Regions from separate parts of the Mus musculus genome. Here regions 1, 3 and 4 are each linked to region 2. Evidence: chromatin contacts called from public Hi-C, HiChIP or PLAC-seq and promoter capture Hi-C data. All regions are on one chromosome and are shown on one strand. The core of a region is the stretch at or near the end of the contact, and the rest is flanking DNA. Distances in the headings are between cores, read along the strand shown. Region 1 has its middle 150 kb from the start of Slc24a3. Region 2 holds the start of Slc24a3 (solute carrier family 24 (sodium/potassium/calcium exchanger), member 3). Region 3 overlaps Slc24a3 (solute carrier family 24 (sodium/potassium/calcium exchanger), member 3). Region 4 has its middle 110 kb from the start of Gm39952.

Region 1 (7,080 bases), core at 7-2,506, 150 kb after region 2:
TCAATGTATTACACTATTATATATATATATATATATATATATATATATATATATATATATATATACACCCCTGTGTCTTTTCAACAACAGTTGCAGTGAGTTTGGCAGGTATTGAGTGCCTCAGCTATAGAAAGCACTTTCTGTTGTCTGAGGATGGGGATGCAGCTGGTCAGTTGAGTTGACCTGGGGGAGAAAAACACATAGTTTCTCTGCCAAAAAATAAAGTCTACCTGTGGCTACTAAATACTTTACAATCTCTCATGCGCTCACTCATGGACTGTGCAGGCCTTAAAGATGATTTTCCAGAACCTTGTTTGACTAGCTATAGCCTAAAAACAATTTTATTTTTTTAATTTCTTTCTCTGCAAAATAAGAATAACTCTAACTTGTTAGAGGTTAATGAGGAAACAAGAGAAGACACCAGCATGATGCAAGACCTCTATCTGCATAGTCATAAACCATACCAGAAAGAATTAAAAGGACCAATGACCTTAGTGCTTCAAGGGTATTGCCTCACTTAGGTTTCTATTGCTGTGATGAAACACCAGGACATAAAGCAAATTGGGGAGGAAAAAAAAGCCTATTTGGCTTACACTTTCATCATTAAAAAGGTCAAGAAAGGAACCTGAATGCAGGAACTGGAGCAGAAATCATGAAGGAATGCTGCTTATTGGCTTGTACCTCATAGCTTGCTCAGTCTCCTTTCTCATACAACCCAAGACCCACCCAGGAATAGCACTCTCCACAGTGAACTGGACCCTCCCATATCACCAATCAAGAAAATGGCCCACAGACTTGCCTGCAGGCAATCTGATGCAGGCGTTTCCCCAATTGAGACTCCCCTTTCCAAATAATTTTAGCTTATATCATGTCACCAAAACCAAAAACCAACCAGGGCAGTATATTCATTTAAGATGTCTAGAGTCTCACGTTGCACTTGATCCATAATAGATACAACAGTAGGTACAGAATCTATAAAAAGGGAGACCCCAGTAACATCCTATAGATTGGCTCACTTGTAAGAACCCTGGCTCTGGGAGGTGCTTCATCAAGGTAGACCCTCTTCCCCAACTCCAGTCTGTGTCTGTAGTTCACCATCACCTACCCTGTTGTTACCTGCCTGACTGGCCAGTGTACCTACAGTCCTCACCACCAGCAGCCATATTTTCCCACCTCCCTTTCCAACTCTTCTCCCATTTAGTTCCCAAGCCCCTTTTTTCCCCCAGATACCCTGACCTGAAAAATGCTTTCAGGGTAGAACTGCCCAGGCAGGATCCCACGGAGAGCAGTCGCCCATCCAGCTATGAATCACTCCACCTGCTTCTATTGTTGTTGCAGGCAAGCAACCAAATAGATTGTTTTCTCCAGCTATTTCTGGGCTTTTTTTCAGAAACATCCTTATCTTCAAACAGGAGCTGCTAAACCGGCAGCAAATCAGTCTGGGTAAATGTTAGTCAATTTGGTTCCTGGGGGAGAAAAACACATGGTTTCTCTGCAGAAAATTAAAGTCCACATTGTTCTGATACTCATGTGGGTGTAGATGAGTTGGGCACGGGCCCCAGGAGACAATATCAGAGCTTTTAACATTGCCAAAGCCCTGTACCTTTGAGGTAATCCTAAATTTGTTCTGGCAAAGCCCGTGAGATTGTATTGAGTTGGACTTGCATTTACAACATGGTATTGATGTTCTAGGATTCCATGCCTGAGTCCATGTGTAGGTTTCCATAGATACACCTTCTAGAAAAAGTAGGCATGCTTCTAAAGTAGATCTTCTTCCTGAGAACCTGAATGTCAATTCTATGGGCAGATAACAAGCCTTAGAGGTTGGAAAGGTTTTTAGGGATAGTGACCAGAAAGCAAAGCCAACTGCTACTTTGAACAGGGACAGTGATAATTTGGGACCATAATGTCTCAGAGTCAGTCAGAGTCACAGAAACCATGAGCCTGACTACCTACTCGGAATGTGAGCACACTGAGAGGCCCTGAAACAGGGAGAGCTACTGTAAAGAGAAGCCAGGGGGGTGCATGCCCTCCTTCCATGTCTCTTGGCTTCTAAACTAGAACTGAGACTATAGCAGAATAGAACTGAGACTATAGCCAAACTCACAGTAGTGTAAGGCACAGGATGGCAGGAGGGAGATTTAGAACTTGAGTAGTACCTTCTCTTCCAAAGGAGTGGTTAAGATTTGAAGAATGGAAGCTGCCAGTGGGTGGAGAAGTTAGATATGATAAAGTCTCTATGAACAAGGGCATGGATGGAAAAAAGCAAATATTCAAAGAGTAATGGGTATCCCACAGCAACACGGGGAGTGCTATTCCCAAGAATTAGGTGATGTTAGCAAATGGTCTGGATTGCCATTGTAATAGAGTCAAAAGTTATTTGGGGACCTTTGAGCACCTAGGATGTGACAGGGCCACCGAGGAAATGAATTTTTCTTTAGTAGTTGATCTTTAAGAGTCACAGGTGGAAGGGTATGGCAGAAGAGGGGATTGGAGAAGGAGTAATTAACACTAAGGATGTTTGAAAGTACATATGGAAACCTACTGCTTTTTAAGGTATGTGAGTGTATGTGTTCTTATTAAATATTTTTAATTGGAGCTACAATACACATAGGGTTTTGCTCATCACAGAAGCTGTAGTCTGCCAAATAAAAAGCCTGGTCCAGGTGTAGGAAACCTCACCTAGAGTCATCAGTCAGAGGTGTCCTGTCTGATGTCTCTAAAACATTGGTGTCCCCAAAACAATAAGACAACTGCCATTGCTCTTGGTTGTCCATCGGGATTTCCTGGTAAGACCTGATTTCTGGAGACACTATATACACTGGTCTTATAAAAATCAAATCAGTACTGACCAAGAAACTTCCTCCCTAGTTTCTAGCATTCATAGTCCTAGAAAGTGTTCTGAAGGTAGTAGAAGAACAAAAAAGTCAAGAGTCTTACCCAGCTGTGAACCCTGTAAACTACAATATTGACCATAATGGCAAGACATACCCATGAATGTAATAGTGGCAGGTCAATTATGGGGTAAGCAATGGCTTTCTGATTGGCTTTTAGGCCTGCTACACATGAAGAAACACATGTCTGGTACTAGAAATCTGGCAGAGAACATATGGTCAAAGAGACCACAGGACCCAGGGATAAGCCTATTACTATTATTTTGTTTAACAAAAATAGTGTCTAACTGTCCTCTAAATTTATCTCTCTACTGGTAGATTGACACCATTTTTAGACCTCACCAGAGAAGTTTCTTTATACTGTGGATAATACACAACCTCACAACTGGCCAAAGCACAGAGCATAAGTATCAGTGGGGACATATATATATATATATCATGCCCCCAGAGCTCAGAGACTGTTAGGGAAGAGGAGGCAGAATGATGGTAAAGCCAAAGGGTGGGGAGTACTGGAGCAAAATGGTGTCTTCTGGTCATGACAGGAAAGTAGCCATGATTGCCTGCACATGACCTATGGAAGATCAAGCCAGTCAATGTGGAGAGGAACAGGATTGGGCAGCTGCTACTCCAACCGAGGAATTCTTGACAGTTGATGGCTTCTGATGGAGGGATGATCAGGGTTTTTGTTTTGTTTTGTTTTTGTTTTGTTTTGTTTTTTGAAGCATGGGATCCTGGACGATCAATTACATTCCTCTATATATGAGCAATACAAATTGGAGTCAATGAGTTATTAACAACAACAAAGAGAGAGGATAAGAAGCAGAGAGATGGAGAGGTGGGGTGGATCTTGAAAGAGTTAAATAAAAGAATTGGCTTGAGTATTCTGTACTTTTTGGGGGGGGGATGCTAATATCCACTTATTAGTGAGTACATACCATGCATGTCCTTTAGGGTCTGAGTTACCTTATTCAGGATGATATATTCTAGTTCCATCCATTTGCCTACAAAACTCAGGATGTCCTCATTCTTAATAGCTGAATAGTATTCCATTGTGTAAATGAACCACATTTTCTGTACCCATCCTTCTGTCATGGGACATCTAGGTTGTTTCCAGCTTCTGGCTATCACAAATAAGGCCACTATGAACATAATGGAACGCATGCCCCTGTAGCATGGTGGGGCATCTTTTGGGTATATTCCCAAGAGTTGTATTGCTGGGTTTCCAGGTAGATCTATTATCCATTTTCTGAGGAACCTCCAGATTGATTTCCAGAGTGGTTGTACCATTTTGCAATCCCACCAGCAATGGAGGAGTGTTCCTCTTTCTCCACATCCTCTCCAACATGTGTTGTCACCTGAGATTTTGATCTTAGCCATTCTGATTGGTATAAGGTGGAATCTCAGGGTTATTTTGATTTGCATTTCTCCGATCACTAAGAACTTTGAACATTTCTTTAGGTGCTTCTCAGCCATTCGAGATTCCTCAGTTGTGAAATCTCGGTTTAGTTCTATACCCCATTTTTTTTATTTGGTTGTTTTTTGTTTTGTTTTGTTTTGTTTTGATTGTCACTAACTTCTTGAGTTCTTTATATATTTTGGATATTAGCCCTCTGCCAGATGTGGGGTTAGTGAAGATTTTTTTCCCAATCTGTTGGTTGCTGATTTGTCTTATTGACTATGTCCTTTGCCTTACAGAAGCTTTCCAGTTTCATGAGGTCCCATTTATCAATTCTTGATCTTTGAGTGTGCACCACTGGAGTTCTGTTTGGGAAATTTCCCCCTGGGCCAACGAGTTCAAGACTGTTTCCCACTTTCTATTCTATTATATTCAGTGTATCAGGTTTTATGTTGAGGTTCTTGATCCACTTGGACTTTAGCTTTGTGACAAATATGGGTCTATTTTCATTTTTCTACATACAGACAGCCAGTTAGACCAGCACCATTTATTGAAGATGCTTTCTTTTTCTATTGTATATTTTTGGTTTCTTTGCCAAAGATCTAGTGGGTCAGCAAGCTGAAGGGCCCAAGTGAGGACATCTCAGTCCCACTTAGGAGGGAGAAGAGAGCAATCACAAGTGCGGAGGGAGGGAGGTACCTGGAAGGGAAAGTGGACGGGGGGCGGGGAGTGCAATGGAGGGGAGGGGGGAACCTGATCTGGTATTGGGTGAGGAAAAGGGGCTGAAGCCCTGAGAGCCAGTGGAAAGAATGGAAACAGGCAACCTAGGAAGATAGGAGGTTGGGGGACCCTCCAGAATGCACCAGAGACCTGGAAGGTGAGAGACTCTCAGGACTCAAAGAGTTAGATAAACCTTAGATAAAATGCCTGTCAGTAAGGAGAGGGTACTTATAGAGCCCATCTCCAGCAGGAAGACAGGACATCAAATGAGGAAGAGGGGGGCCATCCCACAGTCACAACTCTGACCCATAATTGTTCCTGTCTGAAAATATTACAGGGATGGAACCTAAGTAAAAGAAGGTCCAGTGACAGGCCCAAAGTGGGATCCAGCTCAAGGAGAGGTTCCACAGCCTGACACTATTACTGAGGCTATGGAGCACTTACAAAAATGGACCTAGCATGACCACACTCTGGAAGACCCAAAATGCAGCTGAAAGAGCCAGATGCAGATATTTGCACCCTACCAATGGACAGAAGCAGCTGACCCCTAATGTTGAATTAGAGAAGGCTGAAAGAAGCTGAGGAGAAGGGCAACCCTGCAGGAGGACCAGCAGTCTCAATTAATCTGGACCCCCCAAGATCTCTCAAACACTGGATCACCAAACAGACAGCATACACCAGCTGATATGAGGCCCCCAACACACATAGAGTAAAGGACTGTCAGGTCTGTGTTCATTCAGAGATGATGCACATAACTCTCAAGAGACTGGAGGCCCCAGGGAGTTTAGAGGTATGGTGGGGTGGGGCATGGGGACATCCATGTAGAGACAGGGGGTGGGTGGGAAGGAGATATGAGATGTGGAGCAGTCAGAGGGTGTACAGGGGAATAAAATACAGAGTGTAAAAAATTAATAAATTAATTTAAAAAGAGAAAAAGAGAATTGGGTTGAACATGATCAAAATATATTACATTAACAAAAATATTTTTTAAAGGGAACCACATGTGACTGCCAATATGATAGCATTAATCTGGAGTACTAAGAATGAAGAAGGCTGACATGAAAATGACCAGAAATCCTTTTACTTTGGTGAAACCTTGGAAGGGAAAAGTTCGTTCACTATGATAACACTGACACCGTCCTGGCCCTCGACCCAGCACTGCCACACACCCACTTAACTTCCCAGTGTCCTTGTAAGTGGATCCTGGCACTATCCCCAGTCTATCAATGAGCAAACTAAGGCATAAAGAGAATAGTGTCTGAGAAGGTCAATGCAAGGCCGACCTAAGTTTGAAGCAAAATTCAGACCTTAAGGTCACTTATCCCTCTCCCACAGCAAACCTGTTCCAGCCACCAACCTGTAAAAGACACAGAGCCATTTCCAAGCACTTCCCTGGAACACAGAGTCTGAGGAGTTTGCAGTCAGTAGTGTAGTAAAGTTGTTTGCTTTTATTTGGGCGCTAGGAGAAGGTTCCTATACAATAGATTTGGTGGTGCTAAGAGGGGAGAAAGAAAATCCAAGGAGATGGACTATGGGCTGGCTACCTCTGGAAATAGCTAGCTCTTCCCAGGGCCTGTGAGAGGACTTGTATGTGATAAGGAAGATGGAAAGCCATCCCTGGCCCAGGCTCCCACTGCTCAGGGGCTAGCCCTAGCATGTTGAGCACCTAACAGCTGATCACTTTCCCATCTTTTCTCATAGAAATATGGAAATGTGCATATTATATGGCTCCACCTATAGGAAGCATCCAGAATAGGCTAATGCAGAGGTTGTGGATCAGTGGTGGCTTAGCACTTGGTGAGGGACAGGAGAGCATATTATTTGAAGAGCTCCTGTGTGAGATTAGATGGTGGTTGTGGTTGAGAGTGGATTTTATGTGACATGAACTTTACATTAATAAAAGAAGGGTGGGTAGCACCCTTGGAGACAGAAGACTCTACCCAAGGTCTGGGCTCTGAGCTTCCCTAGCTCACTCACAGCAAACATTTACTATAGAGAAAGCCCAGACCTTCACTTGGACAGTCCTTAGAATTTAGCCATCATGCAGCAATGATGTGGAGCAGTGTGGCT
Region 2 (6,658 bases), core at 3,287-5,786:
GGGTTTGCAGTTCGAAACCCTATAGTAGCTCCTTCATCAGTAGTTACCTCCCATCTCCATATCAAATAAGATGAACAGCAATTAAATTTCATGATTGGAGAACATTTCAAAGATATTGCACATGTGCATGAATTTACAGTATATATTCACATGGGTGTATATGCAAATATCTGCATGCAAATGCATATTATATACTTCCTTTATTCAACCACTGGCCACTTTGGGCCATGCCTTCACTCACTCCTAAGTTACAATCCCTTCAGATCTCCAGATGTTTCCAAATACATCAATCATCGTATCTCCCATTATACTGAGAAAGCAGAGACTCTATGTCCCCACTGTTTCAACCTGGCTGGCATTGTTTCTGCCTCGACCAGCAGAAGACCACCATGGCAACAGCACTCTGTGACTTCTGAAGCCAGAGCCTAAAATTTAAGCCCTTCCATCTTGTTTTCAGGAGTGCTGTCTTAGAACCTGGCTGCCATGCTCTGAGGAAGTTCAAGCTGAGCCCCATGGAAAGGCCATGGGTTGGTCTGTGTCAACATCCACATCAGCCCTTATCCATGGGTGTGATGTCCTCTGGGATGATTCCAGAGCTGACTGTCAAATCGGGTGGCTCAGACTTGCAGTTTTCACAGCCGTGGCCTGTGACATAATGGAGTAGAGAAAAGCCATCTGGAACTTGCCCATCCAAACTCCTGAGCCAATTATCCATGAGCAGGAAAGGTGAACAGCTGTTTGGAGTCAAGGTTGGAGCTCATTTGTTAGATAGCCATAATAATGGACATATAAAATATATATCCATGTGTCATACACACACACATACACACATGTGTACACACAGATGTATGTATTTGTGTGTGTGTTCAAATATATGTTTTTTCTTAGTTACACCTCTTAGAACTTCCTAGAGATACGCACAAAAGTGTTTGTGTGTATGTGTGAGATTTTTTTTTTAACCCCTACTCCTGGAGAAAGATGACCATGTATCAAGAAAAGTGAAACACTTCTAAGCCACTCAATACATATAAAAGTAATCTGTTCTCATTGCAAGAATAAATGAAAACTTCATTAGCAAATCTAACACCTTATTTAAATTGGCTTTGAACACAGAGATCAAAAAGGAGATCTTCATTGGCAACCACTAAATAGGGCACCTGGGTTTTGTGTGTCCCCTGCTGCAGGCTCTCAGCACTGAAGACAGTGTTTGCCAGCGAGGTAAATGCACAGAAAGTGTGCTTGGCACAGGGCCTGGCACTTGGGATGCCCAAACTGTAGTTGTTATCATTATTATTGCTTTTGTTGTAGTTAGAATTAAGAATTCTCCTCATTCCAGCACTAACTCTTCCTGACCTAAATTAAACAATCCTCATGTCCTAGCTACACAGAAGGAGAAAACAAAAACAGTATAGATTCTTTTCTATACTTCTAACCAAATACAGAGCTTTGCAAAACAGAAGCAAACTTTTTAGTATATAACCAAATCTGGATTTACTTAGAAATTAAGAAAGAGATCCTAAATTCCATGATTAGAAATGTTAGACATTATGTAACATAACTGCCATACACCTCTATTTGGACTTTCTTATAAAAAGAACTAACCACCCTTTTTATAAGAAAGAAAAAGAACAAGGTGGGGGTGGGAATCATGGGAAACAAGCCTCTGAGAAGATATCTGGTTATCTTTAATAATTACCACATGCCTTTAAACATAAAAATTACCTTTGGTTATTAGGAAGGTACCCCCCCCATGACCATATGAACACCACAGTCTTGCACCCTGAAGCAAGAAACAGAGCTGAGAACAAAGGTCACCTAAGGTTGGTTTATACCTCCACACCTCACTTCCTATATGACTTCACTCAGTCACCTTTTGTGAGTCCCAGTATCTTTAAAATGAGGTGAATTTTGAACCCTTTGCCAATGACACAAGGATAGTATGTAGAATGCCCCCCCCCCAAATTTCAGGATAAGAGTCTCTGCCCTGATGTTTATAATACTAAATGGCAATTCCCTAGGCAAAAATATCATTGGAAGATCTCTATGTGGTAAATAATCTGTTTAAAATTATCTCGAAAGAAGACTGTGTCTTGCTGCTCCAACACGGCTGTGCTTCACCTATTGAAAACATCAGTATCTAATGCAAGAAAAGGTGACTAGAGACCGAATTAAGACTAGCAAGTCATAGAGTTGGGGGTGGGGGCTGTAAACAGAGCCTGCGTAGCAAGGTCATTAGCATTGTTGGGTTTTTCCCAACTAAGTCTTCTTGCTATGCATGGAAGTGTTCATAAACTGGACATTAGCAGACAGGCTAGAGAAGTGAGAAAGAGAAGAGAAAGATAAACAAGAGAAGGAATGAGATGGGGGCATGCTATGGAATGATGTCTGAGTCAGTAACACCTGGAGAGAAATGTCAGGAAAACTATCTCAAAAGGGAAGAGTAGTCATCAGATTCTAAGTTCACAGTGTGTGATGCCTTATCAGCCCAGATATTCCAGCATCTGGTGGTAGCAGGAACGGAAACCCCTGCAATTGATCCACTTAATCCTATGGATCACATTCAACATCCAGGACAAATGTCTTTTATGCCCTGCAAAGTGCTGGGAAGCCTGTTACTCACAGGCTCCAACCTGTAGAGAAACGGCCACCAAGTGATTTGGAATAACTCTTGCCAACGGAAGCATAAACTATCTGCTGGCTTCCACTCACCCTCTTCGGGACAGTCAGTGCATACTACTTAGCAGGTCTGAATCTTCCCTTGGAAAAAAGTCTCACTTCATTCAAATAGTACAGCCCACCTCCCTCATGTCAGTACCCAGGGCCAGAAAATCAGAGATTCAAAAGCAATAGAGAGAGTCATGGAGTCTAAGGGTTTTGCTGAAGACCAGGCCCGCTTCTCTCCTATTACCATATATGATGAAGTCCGTAGAGAGATCTGCTAAGTTCAGAATGACCCCTGAGTTTCACCATGAGGCACCACACCAGCCATGGTGAGGGAAAACCCTTTCTTGATTGATGGCACCTTTTAAAATGTCACCATCGCTATCAAAATGCTTTTATTGTGTGCTTCAAAGCACCACGTATTAGAACTGTGCCTATCTTAACAGTACAGCACATAGCTGTAACTGTTTTACCCCACAATCATTTATTTGTCTGCTTCCCCACAAACCCTGATATTCGAAAAGCCAGGATAAGAAATCATTTTACGACCGTTATTCTTTCAAGTCTTTCCTTTCTGTGAGGTTGTTTTGTTTCTTTTTCTTACACAGCTGCACCCCAGAGTCCAAATTGTTTCCAATGGACAACTGTTTTGAGCACATTTCTCCCCAATGTCTATTTTAGCTCCAAAAAAAGCCAAGGGCAAAGATAAAACCAAACTATCGTGTGTGTGTGTGTGTGTGTGTGTGTGTGTACAAGTGTGTACACGTGTGTATGCACCACCAGCCAAAGCACCAAGGAAAAAGTGGGCAGCATAGAGTGGTCCGCCCCCAGCATCAAGTCGGTGAAAGGAAGCAAGCCAGCCTTGAGAAATGAATCCATGTGTTCCTGCTGAGCAACCCTTTAAGGGAGCATGCCCATTCCTAAACCCTGACTGGTAGCTATCACTTTCTCCTAACGGAAGTAAGTTCCCAGCACCTGTTCTTGGATCGCAAAGATGGCAAGGAGCATTCTCCACTGCCCACCCCACCTGTTCTGTGTGGAGAACACGTGGAGAACCGGCTGTGAGCTGGTCAGCCTACCCTGCATTCCCTCAGTAAGCCAGGAGTACAGGTGGTTGGTTACCTGCACAGGTACTGATTGCTGTCAGAACAACTTTATTACTAGCCTTGGTAGTGAAAGGGTCCCTCCCTGTCACCGCCGCCACTACCAGCCAGGCTGTGGGAAAGGGGCAGAAGGCAAGAGGAAAAGGTCTTCTTGGTGCCCAAGGGGTCACTCCTCCACCGCTGCAGTCCTAGAGCCCAGACCCCTTCCTCCCTAGCCCCGCAAGAGACCGGAGTGTCCCCGTGCCTGTTCGGTGTGGCTGGACCCAGCGCAGCTCGCCGGGCACCGAGCCCCGAGAGCCCGAACTGCTGGAGCCGCAGCGCCCACTCGGGGCAGGCGGCGAGCACTCACCCTTCTGCTCTCGCAGGCTCGACAGCGACCAGAGCAGCAGCGCCACCGAGGCCAGGAAGCAAAGCTGGCTCAGCAGAAGGTCCCTCCGCCGGCGGCGGCTGCGGCGGCGCGCGCAGTCCTGGTCGCCCGGCGGCGGCATCCTCGGACAGCCGGGCGGCGTCCCTGGCGGGCGGCGTCCGCTCGGGTCGCGGGCGGCCGCGGCGGGGACGGCGGCAGGAGGCAGCCCTGCGCGCAGCAGCCGCGCGTCCTCGCTGCGTTCCCACCCGGCCGCCGCCTCCTGCTTTCCCTCCTCCCGGCCGCTGCCGGTCTCCACGCCGTCGCCCTCGTCGCTATCGCTCAGTCCCTCCTCCCCCGCCGCCTCCTCCTCCTCGCCGCTCGCCCGCACCGCCGCCTCCCTGCGCTCGGGGTCCCTCTCCTGCTCGCGCGCCATGGCTCCCACGCTCCGCGCCCGCGTTCGGCCTGGGGCGGCGGCGGCGGGGGCGGCCGGGAGGCGGGGGCGGCGGGGGCGGTGGAGGAGGAGCGGGGAAGGACCGGCGAGAGGAGGGCCGGCCGCTGGCCACCCGAAGCAGGCCCTGACCTCAGGCTGCGGGAGTGCAGCTCGGGGTCGCACTCCAGTGTCCACGCGGGGGTGGGTGGGTGGGGGACTCGGAGCCGAGCGGCGGCCGGAGCGCGCCAACAGCTAGAGTGAGCGCAGCTTCCCGTACCCCACGGTGGGTCGGCGGCAGGGGGGCTGCGCACGGGAGGGGGACAGCGCCCGGGATGCTATGAGTCGCTGGCCAGCACCGCGGGGAGGGGGCGCAGGGAGGAGACTGGGCTGTGGAGGGAGCCCGGTGCACAGCCCTTCAACCCTTTGGTGCCCAGAGAAAGAGGCGGTGCGGTGGGGGAGGCCCGCTAGGCGGGATGTGGATAGACAGATCTCCACCAAGGAGGACTGGCCTGAAACTTTCAGAGAAAAGAAGGATTTCCTTGGCCCTCTTCCATCCGTTGCCTTAAGCTAGAGCGTCTAGAGTGTGCTAGGTGGCCAATTCCTAGCCACTGGTCCTGCCTCCTGCCGCTGGCCTCAGGGGTTCCCCTCTGCCCCCTGGTGGGGATCCCGGTGAGCCAGGCTCAAGTCCTGAAACTGGCCTCCTGGGGGGGTTTGGCTTATTAGGGTTGTCCTGGCTTCCCCCTCTGGCTAGGGTTCACATTTCGCTCTCTGAGGAGCTGAAGCAAGTCCAGTGTGTGGCTGAACCTGAGGGGGCCCTAGTAAGTTCCCTAGGAGGGAGACTCTTGGCCTTCTACAAGGACAATCAGTCCACCCCTCCCCCAAGATTAGAGCCCTAGGCCCCAACTCCCTAATTCGAGTTCTTCTGCCCCTGCCTATTAAAGATGTAGAGGCTGACATCCCCACCCCTATCTGCAGTACCATTGAAAAGGGCACCTAGTGATCCCAGGGGTTCACTCCCAGGGGCTTGGACTTCCCTAGCCTCATCCCAGGTACCTGCCTGCAGGATGGAAGACACACGACCCCAGAGGAAGGGAAGAAGAGATGTGTTTCCAAGTGGTGGTTAAACTTAAGTCTTATTCCAAAAGGATGGTCCTAGAAATCAGATATATGTTTGGATGGCTCTTGGGCCTGAGCAATCTAGCCCTCGGGAGTTGGGAGGAAGTGGGGAAACTCCATAGAGACTTCTCCCTGCCCAGGTCACAAGGGACCCACAGGATCAACTGTGAGTGACCTTCCATCCCATATAGTGTCAGATGTCCCCTGACAACATCTGGAGACATGGAAAGTGATCACAGGTGGTTTGTTTTCTGCTGAAGAGCAGAATTTGCTTTCCATGTGTTTATTCCCTCCCACTCCTATGTTGGCTGCCCCATATCCAGAGCACCTTCCCTGCAATGGCTAGGTGAGTCTTTGCTTAGGTCACCAGGTAACAAAGGAGGAACGCAAACTCTTCAAGTTCATCCAGATTGGAGCATCATGGAGAATTCTCCAATTCTGTCACCACTATCAAGCCTTCTTGATAGTGGTGACCCTTGAGGAATTCAGAGTAATCTCGACTTGTTAGGAAAGACACTCATATAGTGTCTCTAGTGGAAGGCAGGGAGGTGGGTGGGAGATGGGGATCTGGAAAATGCTGAGTCGGGGAATGAACACTAACTCATCGTGGGGTAGAAACTATCATAGACAGAAGGAAATGTGTGATCTGGGGGTTGGTGAGCATGTGTGTAAGGAAACGGGAGGACAATAGGGAAGACTAGAAACTGATGATTCTCGGGAAGACAGGGTAGACTCCCATGCCCCAAAGAAAGGACTCTGCTAGTTGATATTTGTTTTGAGAAATCTCCGAGTAAGAGGGGATAATGAGATAAAGCACCAGCAAGATCGATAGCTTCTGGAAGCTGCCAGACATCACTGGGAGCAGAAGGTGGGGATCTCTGATGCCCTCCTGACAGTAGTACCTTAGCTCAGACAGGCTCACTAATTCCTATGGTGAAGGCATCTCTGCAGGGATCAGGGCGGTCCTTTATCTCTTTCTCCATCCCTACCATCAGGTAAGTA
Region 3 (6,502 bases), core at 298-2,797, 240 kb before region 2:
GGGAGCGACTAGTCACTGAACCAGGCCTGTGTCAGTCTGTTAGAAACCTGGCATATTCTACACCACTCTAGAAACCCAAGACATGCTAAGAGTGCTTTTATTATTTTTTTTTAATCCTTCCTAGAGAAGAAACCAAGTTATCAGCCAGAACGTGGATAGTGTTTTGCTTCCCAAAGACAACTGGTGTGGGGCCAGCAAGGCCTCTAGTCATTTATCCAACCCACTGGAATTCACTGATGACAAGTGATTGTGCCAGTGATGGGGCTGTGCTTCTGAGACATGGCTTTGGGACAAACTCTTGTCTTCAATATTCTTGCTTTGCAGTTCCTCATGATACACAGTAGCCACAACTTATCGTCAGGGGAATAGAAGACCTTCATGGCTATCTGAAATCATGCAGATGCTGAATTCCACTGTTTTCTCCTCTATAGGCATTACTATGATAGTGTAGTTAAAAATTAGATACACTGAAGTATAAGAATAACTGGCAATAAAACAGAATAATTGTAATAATACATCATAATAAAGTTATATTATTGGGGTATCTTTCTCTAATTATTGTGTTTAAAGGAAATACCTTATAGCTTCTGTGTGGCATATTTGAATTGCCATCATAATTAATCTTGTGCTTTGGAGTCGTTTAAAAGTAGAATATAGATTACTTAAATACAAGTGCTCTGATACTGCAGCAGTTACTCTGGTGACCAGATGGTTAACAGGAGGCTTGCACACACAGCATGGATGGTGATCCTGGACAAAAGTGTAATTTCACATCCCCGGTGGGACAGAGTGTTGTGGTGTCAGATTGCAGCATGAGACTGAGATGCAGTTTAAAATGTATTACTTCCTGTTTTCTAGAACCTTCCGTTTGACCACAGGTAGCTGAAACCATGGGAAACAAAGCTGCAGCCATTATGTGAGGATGACAAAATATGGAGAAGCAACAGAGATTTGAGTGTGCTGATAATCTATCAGACACAGAGGGGCAGGTATGATTTTTTTTTTCCAGAGCATAAAAGCTCTTGCGGGGCTTAGTACCCAAGTGTGGTTATAAAAGTGAGCTGATCTATGAAAATCTTTGGAGAAAAATCAGTTCGGATTCTAGTGCTGACATGTCCACTCTAATCCCACAGGGGCTAAGAAAAACACAGGTCACGGAGGCATTTAGCTATAGGAACACTCCAGCTTTTTGAACTACACTAGTCAAGCCTCAATGGATTCAGGCTTGTGCTTTTACAGGCCTTTACAAAAACTCTCTCCGAGGTCAGAGTTCAGAAAATCTCACCCACCCAAAGAAGGGGATGTGTGTGAATTCTCAAGGCTATTCGCTTTGCTAGATAAAAGCAAAAAACTACGGCACGGAGGGTCACGCTGAGAGAACAGCATCGAAGCATTTTGCCAGCTGATTTACAGACCCGAGTTAGGTCAGAAGGCCACTTTTGAAATAAAAATAGAGTCCTAAAGTGGCATTGGGTGTCCTGGGAAATCAGTGAGGCCCTGAGCTTGCACTTCATTTGTCTCAGGGGGGGAGGGAGGCTGTACTGTTTATCAATTTCAGGAAGGCTAGGACAGGGCCAGAGTAGCAATACAAGGTTTTTGCACATGCCCCTGCCCCCACTCCAGATACTGATGGCAGTCTCTGGATTCAGATCACATCCTCAAATGAAATCCTTAGGAATAATCAAGATGACAGATGGGAATAAATGAGAATGATCAAGGACTCCCGGCTGGCAGCATGGATGAGATTTTTGAAGGTCTCCAAGGGGGGTGGGGGAATCTATGTCCAGGTACCTATATGTTCCGTTTTACTACCGAGTGCTCATCAATTGTACAGGCTGCCTCCTGTGAGAGTGACAGCCACATTCTGTCCTCTCCAACTCTGCGCTAGTAAATTTAACTCCTGTTTGCATTAAATCTAAATGATTTTATGCTAGAGAGTATAGATAGTAAAGACAGAGTTTATGCCCATGTCCCCTGAGTTACGACTGGGTCATATCCTAATAAGCTCACAAGGTATAAATACCATATACTAAGGAATATGCTTTTAATACATGTAAACTACTAAACACCATAGCTTCCTTATATGTCTTTCATTCAGGATCCCAGAACATTGGGAAGTGGAGGGAGAAATTCACTGCCGCTGCCGGGAACCTTTGAGTATTTAACTGGGTAGTGCCTTTTCCTCTTCCTTAGAGGCAGCCATCTCTCTCTGCTGTGCATCTCGACACCTCCTCAGCACTCACCCTTCATGGGGCATGCGATTTGTACACAGATCTTCTACCACTCTGTGTCTTGCCATTTAGTGCCTCTTAGTGTTATTTTTCCACAGGCTAATTTTACTAAAGTTGGACCTACCACTTCCCTTTCATAAAGGATGCTTTCAGTGTTACGGATAAACCATCATTAGAAATCCAAGGTCACTTAGACTTTCTCCCATGTTACCTTACATTTTGTACTTGGGTCTATATTTTATATTACTTTGCATGGACAAAATGTCACCTGCTAAATGAGGTCATCGGGGTTCCTCATATTCTTGTACTTAACAAATTTCACTTAAGGCCAAACCTATTTTTTTTTTTTAAGTTTCCAACATTTGGATAAATACCAATTCCTCCACCCAGTGAACCTCTGGCTGGCCATGGACTATGTGGGTCTGAGAGAACTGTGTGAGTGCTGTGGTAAGGGGGTGGAGCTAAGCTTTTTCAAGCAATTTTTCTGTTTTTCCAGACACTTTGCTAAAGAATCCTTTCTGCTATCTTGGTCCAGCCTGTTTCTTTAACTATAGAAATGGTTCCTTGAGCCAGGTTTGGACTATTTATTTTGTTCCACTCTTCTGCCTGACTTAATGCTAGAATTTAAATAACATGCAAAGACATTTCAGCATACAGTAGAGCAAAATGTTCTTCCTGCAAATGTTTTTAGGTCTTTTCATAAGTCTAAGCATTGTCCAAGGTTTTAATTAAATTGGAAATAGGATTTAAAATAAGTCTCATCTTCTACTCAAAAGATCTATTCATTAAGTGCTTTATATTTAGATATATGTTGCATATTTCTCTTTACATAGGTGGTACATGGTTAAAGTCAACTCTACTATTTTATTGTACATACATGTAATACAAATAAAATTGAATGTATTCACTTTCAACTTTTGGAAGCTTCTGATTTTTACATATTTATCTTGTCTTTGATCATTGATACTTTCTTATATATTTCAAGAGATTATTAATCAATGCTCATGGTTGTCTAGCACCATCATCATGTTATCTGTGTGCAATGCTATGCAGTAGAACATTTAGACATTAAAGAAAATGAAAACCAAGGGTAGCCATGTTCTGTGTTGACTGTGACTTTTTCAGGCCATGTCTACTTATCTCCTTGTCGCTTGTGCTGCTTCTCCTGTTTTTGGAGAGTTGACTTCCCAGGCATGTTCTTCCCTGAAACCTAACATACTTTGCAAACACGGAACTCACAAAAGCATAGAACACAATGGTGGTCAGTGAGGAAGCTGCATGGGCCCACAGTTCAGTTAGGCAGAAGGCTTAAGTTCTGTGGCTCGATTCTGCAGCATGGTGTTCATCAATGGAGAAGCTAGAGAAACCACCCAAGGAGGCTGAAGGGGTCTGCAACCCTATAGGTGGAACAACAATATGAACTAACCAGTACCCCCAGAGCTCGTGTCTCTAGCTGCATTTGTAGCAGAAGATGGCCGAGTCGGCCATCACTAGGAAGAGAGGCCCATTGGTATTGCAAACTTTACATTCCCAGTACAGGGGAACACCAGGGCCAAGAAGCAGGAGTGGGTGGGTAGGGGAGCAGGATGGGAGGAGGGTATAGGGAACTTTCAGGATAGCATTTGAAATGTAAGTGAAGAAAATATCTAATAAAAAAATCTACTCTACTATATAATGCAGGACCAATAATAGTAAGTCTGGTTGGCTAATATACCATGAACTTGAAAACTGCAACAGTTTGTCAATAGATTCTAAATACTCTGACCACAATAAGTGAATGTGTGTGTGTGCGTGTGTGTGTGTGTGTAATAGACTTTTATTAGCTCAGTTTAATCTTTCCATAATGTGAAAATAATCTATTAAAGTAGTCCATAAGTACTATACATAACATAAAAAAAAAAAAAAACCAAACACTTTTTAAAAAGCACATTTCCTCTAGGGAAATATCTAGGTGTTTTCTCTAGAGTCCCATCTCTATGCTGTCTTCCACTGTTCGATATTTTATTATTATTCAATCTTTGCATGCTTGAAAAAAGTCCCTACCTGCTGACAAGGAAAGAGTCTTTAATGTACTACCAAATATGGTTAGTATTCCCCTTGACAGTGTGGAAACTAGCAATTTTCCTTTTAAGGTAATCTGAAGGATTTTAAAATCTGGCTGTGCTGTCATCTTGTGTTGGGAATCTGAAACACTTTCTATCCTTCTGTGCATAACAGGCGCAGGTGCACAGTGGGGACTTTCCTGATAACTTGAAACCATGTGGCACAGGCATTGTCCTGCTTTAAAACGGGGCCTCCCTAGGTGTTCCTAGGAAATTATCCTGTTGCCTCTGCTGGCTTGCTGGGATTACAGGTATGTGCCCCCACACCCAGAGGAGCCTCCTGATTTTTTTTTACCCTGATTTGGACTGTGGGGATCTTAGAAATAGCTGATACCAGATCCACATTGGCTTCAGAAGAATTACCAGTCTCCAGTCACCACTGACACTTGAAGGGAGCTCCCTCAAGACCCATGAGCAGAAAGACAAGTAGAAAATCTCCTCAGACAGTTTAATTAAGTTGAATAACTTCCACTGTTCAGGAAAATAAACCAAACCAATTTTCTCTATTAGGAAAAATGACAATTCAGCATCCAGACAGATTGCTGAATTAATAAAAGTTCATTAGGAAATCTGCCTTTTAATTAGAAGTTCCTACAGACTAAGCCTCCATACGAAGGGCTGATCTGATTGTGAAGGGCAGCGAGTAGCCATGAGAGCAAAGGCTAGAGCTAGCCCAGTTCTTCCTACTCTAAGGTGGGCACTGACTCGAGCTCTTGCTCTGCACTTGCAAAGAAACTGTCACACAGTTGACAAGGGTTCCCCTGAGAGAGACTGGTCCGAGTTGACAAAAGCCATCTGAAGACATAATGAGACAATTTTATTTCTGGAGTTCAGCCAGCAGGGTTCAGATGGTGGCTCCCCAGCTCAGCCACCCTGGTATGTGGGTGAGTGATTTACCCAAGTGACTTCAGGAATGGAAATGGGAACCGTGTGGTTGTTGTATACAATGGGTTCTGTGGGATGGAAAAATCAAGTCACACTGGTGAGTGAACACAGTTGCAGAGGTGCCTCCAAGGACAGCTGCTATTGCTCCTGCTAAGGCTGCTATTATTGTTACAATCACGTCACTGTAGGGACAGTGTGGACTGTTGGAACCTTGGAGTATGTCCTGAGCCAATTTTCTTTTCTTTTATTTTTTTAATATTTATTTTTTATTAGAAATTTTCTTTATATACATTTCAAATGCTATCCCGAAAGTTCCCTATACCTTCCCTCTTCCCTGCTCCCCTACCCACCCACTCCTGCTTCTTGACCCCCGGCATTCCCCTATACTGGGGCATATAAAGTTTGCAACACCAAGGGGCCTCTCTTCCCAGTGATGGACAACTAGGCCATCTTCTGCTACAAATGCAGCTAGAGATATGAGCTCTGGGGGTACAGGTTAGTTCATATTTTTGTTCCACCTATAGGGTTGCAGATCCCTTCAGTTGAGCCAATTTTCTTATCCTCAAGCTTCATTGTTTTGTTTTAAATGTATAAATTAAATATATAAGATATAGCTCATTCTTTAGAATAAGGAACACATATGTTAGAATCCTCAAGTGTCATACATATATTAGCTTCATGCTCTATTGAATGCATGACTTTAGAAAAGCTGACCCTTATCCAATGTTTTGCTGCTTAGAGTTTCAGTCATCTGTGGCCACTACAGTCTGACAATATTAAATAGAAGATTTATAAGATACACAATTCATCAGATCTAAACTACATCTTTGGAGTGGCCTGGCTCATCCTTTGTTCTAGGGTAGCAGTGCTATATGTGCTACCTAGGGAGACATCTCTGATATCAGACCCACTGTTGCAGAATTGTGGTGGATGTAGTTGGGTTCTCAACTAAAACTCTAACTTATCTACACTCTCTAAAGCAATACCTTTGGTTTTAAAATTAGTAAAGTTGGGCTTCTGGTGTCAGTGAAATAAGCAGAAGCCAGAAGGACAAACTCTGGAGCCAGATACAGTAGGGGCTTCTAATCCAGCCTTGTCCAGTGTCCCTCTAAGCCCCATCTAGTGACCACAGGGCTTGGTGGCCAACAAGTGTTCTGTTCAATGGGCTCAAGAATACTTGCATTCATTCTCCTTAGCCCCATTGTGGGGTCATTACAAGCAGCTTCCTCTACCACTGACTCCAGTACTGCGAAGATGTGTGTGGTGGTTTGAATATACTTGGCC
Region 4 (6,629 bases), core at 952-3,451, 230 kb after region 2:
AAGAGGCAGTGTGCTCTTAAAAGAAACACATTTTCATAGCCACTAACCCACTGCACACTAACAGCATTGATCCACTTGTGAGGACAGAGCCTCTCTGACCTCATCACCTGGTACAGATCTTACCTGTTAATACGACATTATTTTTTAACTATTGTTTATATATGTATATATGGTGCTTTGCATGTATGTCTCTGTGCCAGGTATCTACGGAGGCCAGAAGAGGACATCCAATCCCCTGGAATTGACATTACAGGCTGTGAGCTGCAATGTGGGTGCTAGAAACTTAACCAGGCCCTCTGGAAAGAGTATCCAGTGTTCTTAACTGCTGAGCCATCTCTTCAGGCCCAATATAGCATTAGGTTTTAATATGAACTTGGGAAAGAGTCAAACTATAAAATGGCAGCATAAAGAAAAAGTCAAAAGACAAGCTCAACTCATTTGAAAGTCTGTGAACTTAGTAGCTTGGCCTCAACAGACACTGTCCAAAGAAGACAGTGAATTGAATTTTAGAAAAAAAGTTTAGAGTAAATAAGCTGAGATTCCATCCAATTCTAAAACCTTCACTGTAATTTTGGCTTGTACCACTCTTCTCAAATAATATTCCTCTTTTCGCTAATAAAACAGGTCTAGGCTGCTTCTGAAAAACACTACAAGAGCCCTGGAAATTGAGTTTGGTCAAATTCCTTTGACTTTCCCGTTCACCTCCCCAGCAGAAATCCAGGTCAGTCAATCAGAATGCAATTTGTAGAAAGCCTGCATTTTGCACATGAACATCAGCCAACTCAGTGAAAGAGAAAAGAAATCTGAGGCACAGTGGTGGGACTCTGCTTTTACAGGATGGAACAGCCAGACACTTGGCTAAGATGGAGCTCTTAGAAGTAAACACATGAAATTGAGCAGTTTCCTGGTTTCTGTCAACCTAAGATTAGGAGGCAGAAGTTAAATACAGGCATTTTCCCCTCCATGAAGGAAATGTTCTGTTGAAAAAGCTGGTTGTAAAACCTTCACTGTGTGCTGTGATTTGTGAAAACGCTCTTGTACCTACAACAGGATCTTCTGCACGTGTTATATTGTGCTAATAATCTCCAACTCAAGCAATCCACAAGTCCTAGTCCCCATCCCTCACAAATCAACTGTTTATGTTACAGGAAGAAGTATGGAGGAGAGGTAAAATGGTGGGTTCATGTTTTGGTTGGTTGGTTGGTTGGTTGGTTGGTGGGTGGGTGGGTGGGTGGGTTGGTTGGTTGGTTGGTTGGTTGGTTGGTAACAGTTGTTTGGTGTGTTTTGTCTTTGTTTAACTGTGTTTTGCTTTTAGATGTGTTTAAGGGACTTCTCTAACCAAACTGCAAGGCCCTTGAGGGATGGCCCCTTTGATATTAAGCACCCTGTCCCAAGCTAAGCATAGACTCTGACTCACCAAGTAGTCATAAGTGCCCATAAGCTTTGTCTACAATGGCAGAGTTCATTGGATGGTTTACACAAAACCCAAAGACTGCCAGGCTAAGGACAGGCAGGTGCCTGCTTCTACGGTTTATGTGTTAACAGCATCAGGAAGTCTCTTACTCACAGGCTTCTCTTTAAGCCAGAACCAAGAGCCCAAGACAGTATTCTGTTTGTCCCCATTCTGGAAGGCTCGGGTTTTTTAGACTGGTCTAGGTGCACTAATTCTATTCAGTGAAGATCTGGTGTGTGGTATCTCAAGGAGCCATTTAGCACAGAAATAGAGGGAGGGACCAGAACCATGTAAGTGTTATGTGACATGGGAAATGACAATCTTAAACTGTCTTCTTTAGAAGGGGAAGAAAATGGCATGCATCTGTGTATGAATAGATGCAAAGTCATTGCATGAATTTATAAAGGAAGGATAAAAACAGACAAAACATGAACTTCTTTTTTTTTTTTCATTTTTCTTCTGTACTTCAAAGGGCAGCCTTGAACCTCCCACCTACATTTTGGTATCCAGCCTGTCAAGAGAAACGTATCTACATTTGTGTAAATTTTCCGTTCAGGCTCAAAGACTGCTAAAGATACAGACAACATCACGGAACAGTCAAAACAGCCCTTTGATTGCCAGGACTAAAAGGAAGACATTCTTTATCTTTCAGTGTAAATGTCTGCAACAGATGCTCCCTGTCATAAATTCCGGAGCAACTCAGCTATTACACATCACAGCAGGTTACAAGGACCTGAATAACATTCCATGACGTAACTTCCCCTAGAGTCGAGATCTTCTGAGTGCACAAACCAGTTGTAGAGCATGAAGTGTGTTACAGCTGTGCATTTTGACTCAGAATCCAGTTAACTTCCACTCATTAATTATTATTGGAAAGGAATCAGAGTAAAGGCCTCAGCAATAGGGATCGATGGCACAGGTTCCACTGATATTGTTTCACGTGCTGGGTATTCCTAGTCTGCCCAAGTCAGTTCTCTCCTCTTGGCTTTTCCTTCTTAGCCCACAAGCATCTCATATTATCTTGCTGATAATGTTTTCTTTATTCCCAGCTACAAAAGATACTTGCTATGAGCCAGGACAAATGGTTCATATGACACATATTTATATTGATAAGTAATATGCCAATGTGTATGTAGTACATATGTGTCACACTGTTCAGATGGGTAGTAAAACAAGAGACTACCTTCTAGAGACTTCAACATCCAGTAGCATTGGGTGGGTATGTAACTAGATAACAAGACAACCTCTCTCACATTAGAACCATCTTCTTGGGAATGCCCATTTTGTAACAAGCAACAATACCATTGAGTATGATTCCTTCCTGTTTGGGCTTCTCCCCTGGCTGTCATGATTAGCTATTAATTATGCAAAATACCCTACAGAAAATACCCTTATTTTCTTTTTTTTATTACATATTTTCCTCAATTACATTTCCAATGCCTTATTTTTCAAAAGAGAAAAATAAAAAAAAGGATACTGGAGAAAACTTCTACAACAGTTTGGTTCACTGCTTTAGAGGGTGAAGTGGTCATTGATATTTGTAATGATGATCGTGAGCCATCAAAGGAAGTATACACCTCATCCGTGTTCTGTTCGTTCTAGTTTCACATTCCACAAAGCCTTCTCTCCTGCTTGCTCACAGTGTTTTGTAGCATTGAAATTGCCTTGACATTAAAAGGTATATATGACCCCAATTTTAAAGTGGGCTGTGATCTTGACAGAGACTTGTTAAAAGAAGACATATAAATGGCTAGTTAATACTTCAGACAAACCGGGTGTGGTGGAGCACACCTTTAATCCCAGCACTCGGGAGGCAGAGGCAAGTGGATTTCTGAGTTCGAGGCCAGCCTGGTCTACAGAGTGAGTTCCAGGACAGCCAGGGCTATACAGAGAAACCCTGTCTCAAAAAACCAAACAAAAAAACAAACTAACATTCCTTCAACCTAATCAAAATGATTATCATTAGAATACAAATGACAATAAATTTTGGTGTCATTATAAGGAGGGGGGCTTCCTTCTACACTATTGGATTGAGTGAAAGCTAGTGTGGCCACTTTAGAAATTAGTCTGGTGGTTTCTCAAAAAACTAGAAATGGAAATAGTGAGATGGCCCAGCACACAAGGGCCCTGCTGCCAAGCCTGGCAACCTGAGTTTAAACCCAGAGACCCATGTGGTAAGAGTAAAGAAAAAATTCTCACAAGTTTTCCTCCAACCTCCACTTATACATGTACACACAGGCAGATAAATAGATGTAAGAAAAGTGTTTGAAAACCTAGATATAGAACAGGTCAAATACCATGTGACTTAACTCTATCCTGGATATATGTCCAAAGGATGCTGCAACCTATGTCAAAGAAACGTACACATCCATGTTCATTACTGCTCTCTCGCCGGTAGCTAGGAAATTGAATCAGCATATGTCCATCACCTGATGAATAGATATTAAAATGTAGTATACATACACAATGAAATTTTATTCAGCTATAAAGAAAAACCAAGTTATATAAATTTTTGGATAAGTGAATAGAACTACAAGAATATACTGAGTGAAGTAAGTCAGGTTCTGGAAGGCAAATACTACATATTCTTCTTACATACAGATCCTATCAAATTTTTAGTTTTTCATGCTTTAACTAGAATAGTTTTTAGTAACCAAGAAAATGGATAGAAGCCATTGGTCTTTAAGGTAAAGGAGATAGTAGAGGATAGGTAAAAATGAAAAGGAGGAAATACTTGGATCCAAAATGTTTAAGCAGAGAGGGAAGTTGGAGAGAGGAGACATAGGAATAGGGAGAATTAATCAGAATAAAGGATATATTAAAAAACAAAATTACAGAAATAAGAGACCCTGTATGGATGAAAAATGTAGTTCCCAGAAGCTACAAGTAACTACACAAAAATCCCAGGGCTAGATAAGATGGATACCTCAAGGGAGACCCCAGAAGCCTTCAAAACAATATAGGCTCTTTCCTCTTGAATGTTTACCAAGATGACATAAGAAGCCATTGCTGAAGACACCTGTGGTGGTTTGAATAGGTATGGCTCCCATAGTCTCATGTGTTTAAATGCTTGGTCATAGGGAGTGGCACTATTAGGAGGTGCAGTCTTGTTGGAGTGGTTGCAGCTTGTTGGAGGAAGTTTGTCACTCGTGACAGGCTTTGAGGTCATATATATGCTCAAGCTCCACCCAGCATGATAGTCAATCTCCTTCTGGCTGCCTTCAGATCAAAATGTAGAACTCTTGACTCCTCCAGCACCTTGTCTACCCGAACTGCCATCCTTCCTGCCATGATGATAATTGACTAAACCAACCTTTGAAACTGTAAGCCAGCCCTAGTTAAATCTTTGCCTCTAAAAGAGTTGCCTTAGTCATGGTATCTCTTCACAACAATAAAACCCTAAGATGACACCATACACCTTGATTGCAAGATATAGAGAAATCAAGCTGGAACTTATCTGGAAACTTCCTTAATACTAGCCATCATCTGTAGTGCTAAAGGTGCTGTGCAGGCTGCTGTGGGAGAAAAGGTATCAATGATCTCGTCTAGGTGTAAACCCTATGAGCTAAATACTAACCTAAGGCACACCCATTTGTGCAATAGTGACTTGACTATTATGAAGGTAACCAACTGCTCTCTAGTTGGATTTGAGGGTTGCTGAACAAGAGAAAATGTGTGTCCAGTATTGTAAACCCAGTCAAAAACACACTACTGAGAAAGATAGAGTAAACCCTGGAGAGTGGGGTGGGGACTTTCTAATATTGATTAACAAAAATAATATAGCATAAAACTGCTTTATAAGCATATGTTCATGCCCATACACAAATGCTACTCTCAACCTTAATCAGAAAAAGCTTCTCTTTGCAGTAAATGGCAGTGAATGGAGAGACTCATGGCCTCTCAAGGTACTAAGACATGCCATAATATGACATTTGTACCTCATCCTCCTCTAAGGTTCAGGGAACATTTTAAAAGAGAAAACTGAATATGAGAAACAAAATACAGGGAGAAGAGCTGTAGAATGCAATCTTCTCAGCATGGCACAGCCACTGAAATCATGAACTCACAGCAGCTAAGCTCATAGAAGACTTGATTGCCAGCAATTAGTCATAGATGGGGTGGGGACAACTTATGGAGATCTATCCCTTACTGTTAAACTAGTAGCTTCAGATACATTCTGCAAGACAAAGGGCATCAGTGTCTTCAGTTACATACCCAATGGTGAATCTACCATGCTCCAGTGAGTAGTTCCAAAGCCATGGCCAGAGATGCTCCCAATTAAATTCAGTGGGTCAAGAAACAAAACAAAAATGGCAAAAAAAAAAAATGGAAACAGAAAGGTAACTGACAGATGAGGGAAACATGGAGAGATAATGAGGTGTTAAAGTACTCATAATGCAATACACACATATTTGTGTAAAAATTTTCAATGAACAACTTTAATTAATAATAAAATATATGGTCCAGAATAATGCCCCACTATGAATGTTCCTATTCTATTGTATGTCAAAGAATCTATACCATGGGCTGAGCAACCTGCAGGTTGCAGTCCATAGAATGTTATCTTGAGACTTGTGACTAAATCTACACACTAAACCCAGTGAGGCTGACTGGGTCTTCAGACCCTGCAAGTGATCCAGCCACCTAGTATGAGCAGGGTGAGGTGTTATTAGGGCACAGCATATGAACTGCATTCACTTCAATGTAAAATCAATGGTCAATGAAGCATTCTCTCTTCTTAATGTTTGAAGGACCAGTATCAATCTAAACTCACAGATCTGGGGTCAGAAAATGATAGCTGTAAAGAGTACTTTCTGAGTGGTGTCTCCACCACTGCCAATTTAGGTAAGAAGCCACCTTCCTGCCTTACAGATTCTGATTACTTCCTACGTGCGTGATTTTGTAAGGAAGGTAGAAACTGGTAGATAGGATAGTGTTGGTGAGATATTAGCAGATATCTAATAAAGGCCCCAGTGTGCTTCTCTTAAAGATGATACAGTTTGTGGTCTATTGATGTTATAGAGTCTACCACAATCTCTCAGACATCCCAAGCTGTTCTATGTCCATGATGTCTCTCAAATACAGTCACTCCCATTCTGAATTGTGTGATGCTTCAGATTGCTCTAAACATTCCCTCAACACATTTCCCTCTTCCCACTCTTGCTTATTACAGCCC

What was found. Promoter capture Hi-C pulls out the DNA fragments that hold promoters and counts their contacts. Hi-C and Micro-C count contacts between places; a contact is called where the count stands out from the background. HiChIP or PLAC-seq counts read pairs in DNA pulled down with a chosen protein or histone mark.
Region 1: a promoter capture Hi-C map of hippocampal neurons shows a contact between it and region 2, with 3 times the contacts expected there. The contact joins the enhancer-like site here to the promoter of Slc24a3 in region 2. A contact is called at or near these places in 1 of 39 promoter capture datasets (hippocampal neurons), 2 of 15 datasets of contacts at CTCF or cohesin (large pre-B cells and pro-B cells), 2 of 484 Hi-C or Micro-C datasets (embryonic stem cells and large pre-B cells) and 1 of 9 other capture datasets (pancreatic islet).
Region 3: an H3K4me3 HiChIP or PLAC-seq map of neural tube shows a contact between it and region 2, with 3 times the contacts expected there. The contact joins the enhancer-like site here to the promoter of Slc24a3 in region 2. A contact is called at or near these places in 8 of 39 promoter capture datasets (3T3-L1-derived adipocytes, the HPC-7 cell line, embryonic stem cells and 5 more), 3 of 484 Hi-C or Micro-C datasets (cerebellar granule neurons, cerebellum and myocytes), 7 of 115 datasets of contacts at active chromatin or transcription factors (craniofacial prominence, embryonic forebrain, embryonic midbrain and 4 more) and 3 of 9 other capture datasets (embryonic stem cells, liver and pancreatic islet).
Region 4: a contact with region 2 is called in a Hi-C map of uterus, with 5 times the contacts expected there. The contact joins the enhancer-like site here to the promoter of Slc24a3 in region 2. A contact is called at or near these places in 4 of 484 Hi-C or Micro-C datasets (cortical neurons and uterus) and 1 of 115 datasets of contacts at active chromatin or transcription factors (forebrain).

Annotation. Positions count from the first base shown.
Region 1 is chr2:145,010,542-145,017,621 of GRCm38.p6, reverse strand. No RefSeq gene overlaps it. Among named protein-coding and RNA genes, the nearest start is that of Slc24a3, 150 kb to the left of the region's middle. Within about 2 kb of position 1,256, at least 12 of the 459 cell types and tissues checked have an H3K27ac peak or open chromatin away from gene starts, as enhancers often do. A contact at or near this core is called in hippocampal neurons, where this site is marked.
Region 2 is chr2:145,165,653-145,172,310 of GRCm38.p6, reverse strand. It overlaps Slc24a3 (solute carrier family 24 (sodium/potassium/calcium exchanger), member 3), which reads right to left and starts at 4,536. Exons shown (of 17, transcript NM_001356497.1): 1 at 4,114-4,536. The coding sequence starts at 4,252.
Region 3 is chr2:145,400,271-145,406,772 of GRCm38.p6, reverse strand. The region is part of intron 2 of Slc24a3 (solute carrier family 24 (sodium/potassium/calcium exchanger), member 3); the gene reads right to left. Among named protein-coding and RNA genes, the nearest start is that of Gm52528, 42 kb to the right of the region's middle. Within about 2 kb of position 1,547, at least 8 of the 459 cell types and tissues checked have an H3K27ac peak or open chromatin away from gene starts, as enhancers often do. A contact at or near this core is called in neural tube, where this site is marked.
Region 4 is chr2:144,936,868-144,943,496 of GRCm38.p6, reverse strand. No RefSeq gene overlaps it. Among named protein-coding and RNA genes, the nearest start is that of Gm39952, 110 kb to the right of the region's middle. Within about 2 kb of position 2,201, at least 6 of the 459 cell types and tissues checked have an H3K27ac peak or open chromatin away from gene starts, as enhancers often do. A contact at or near this core is called in uterus, where this site is marked.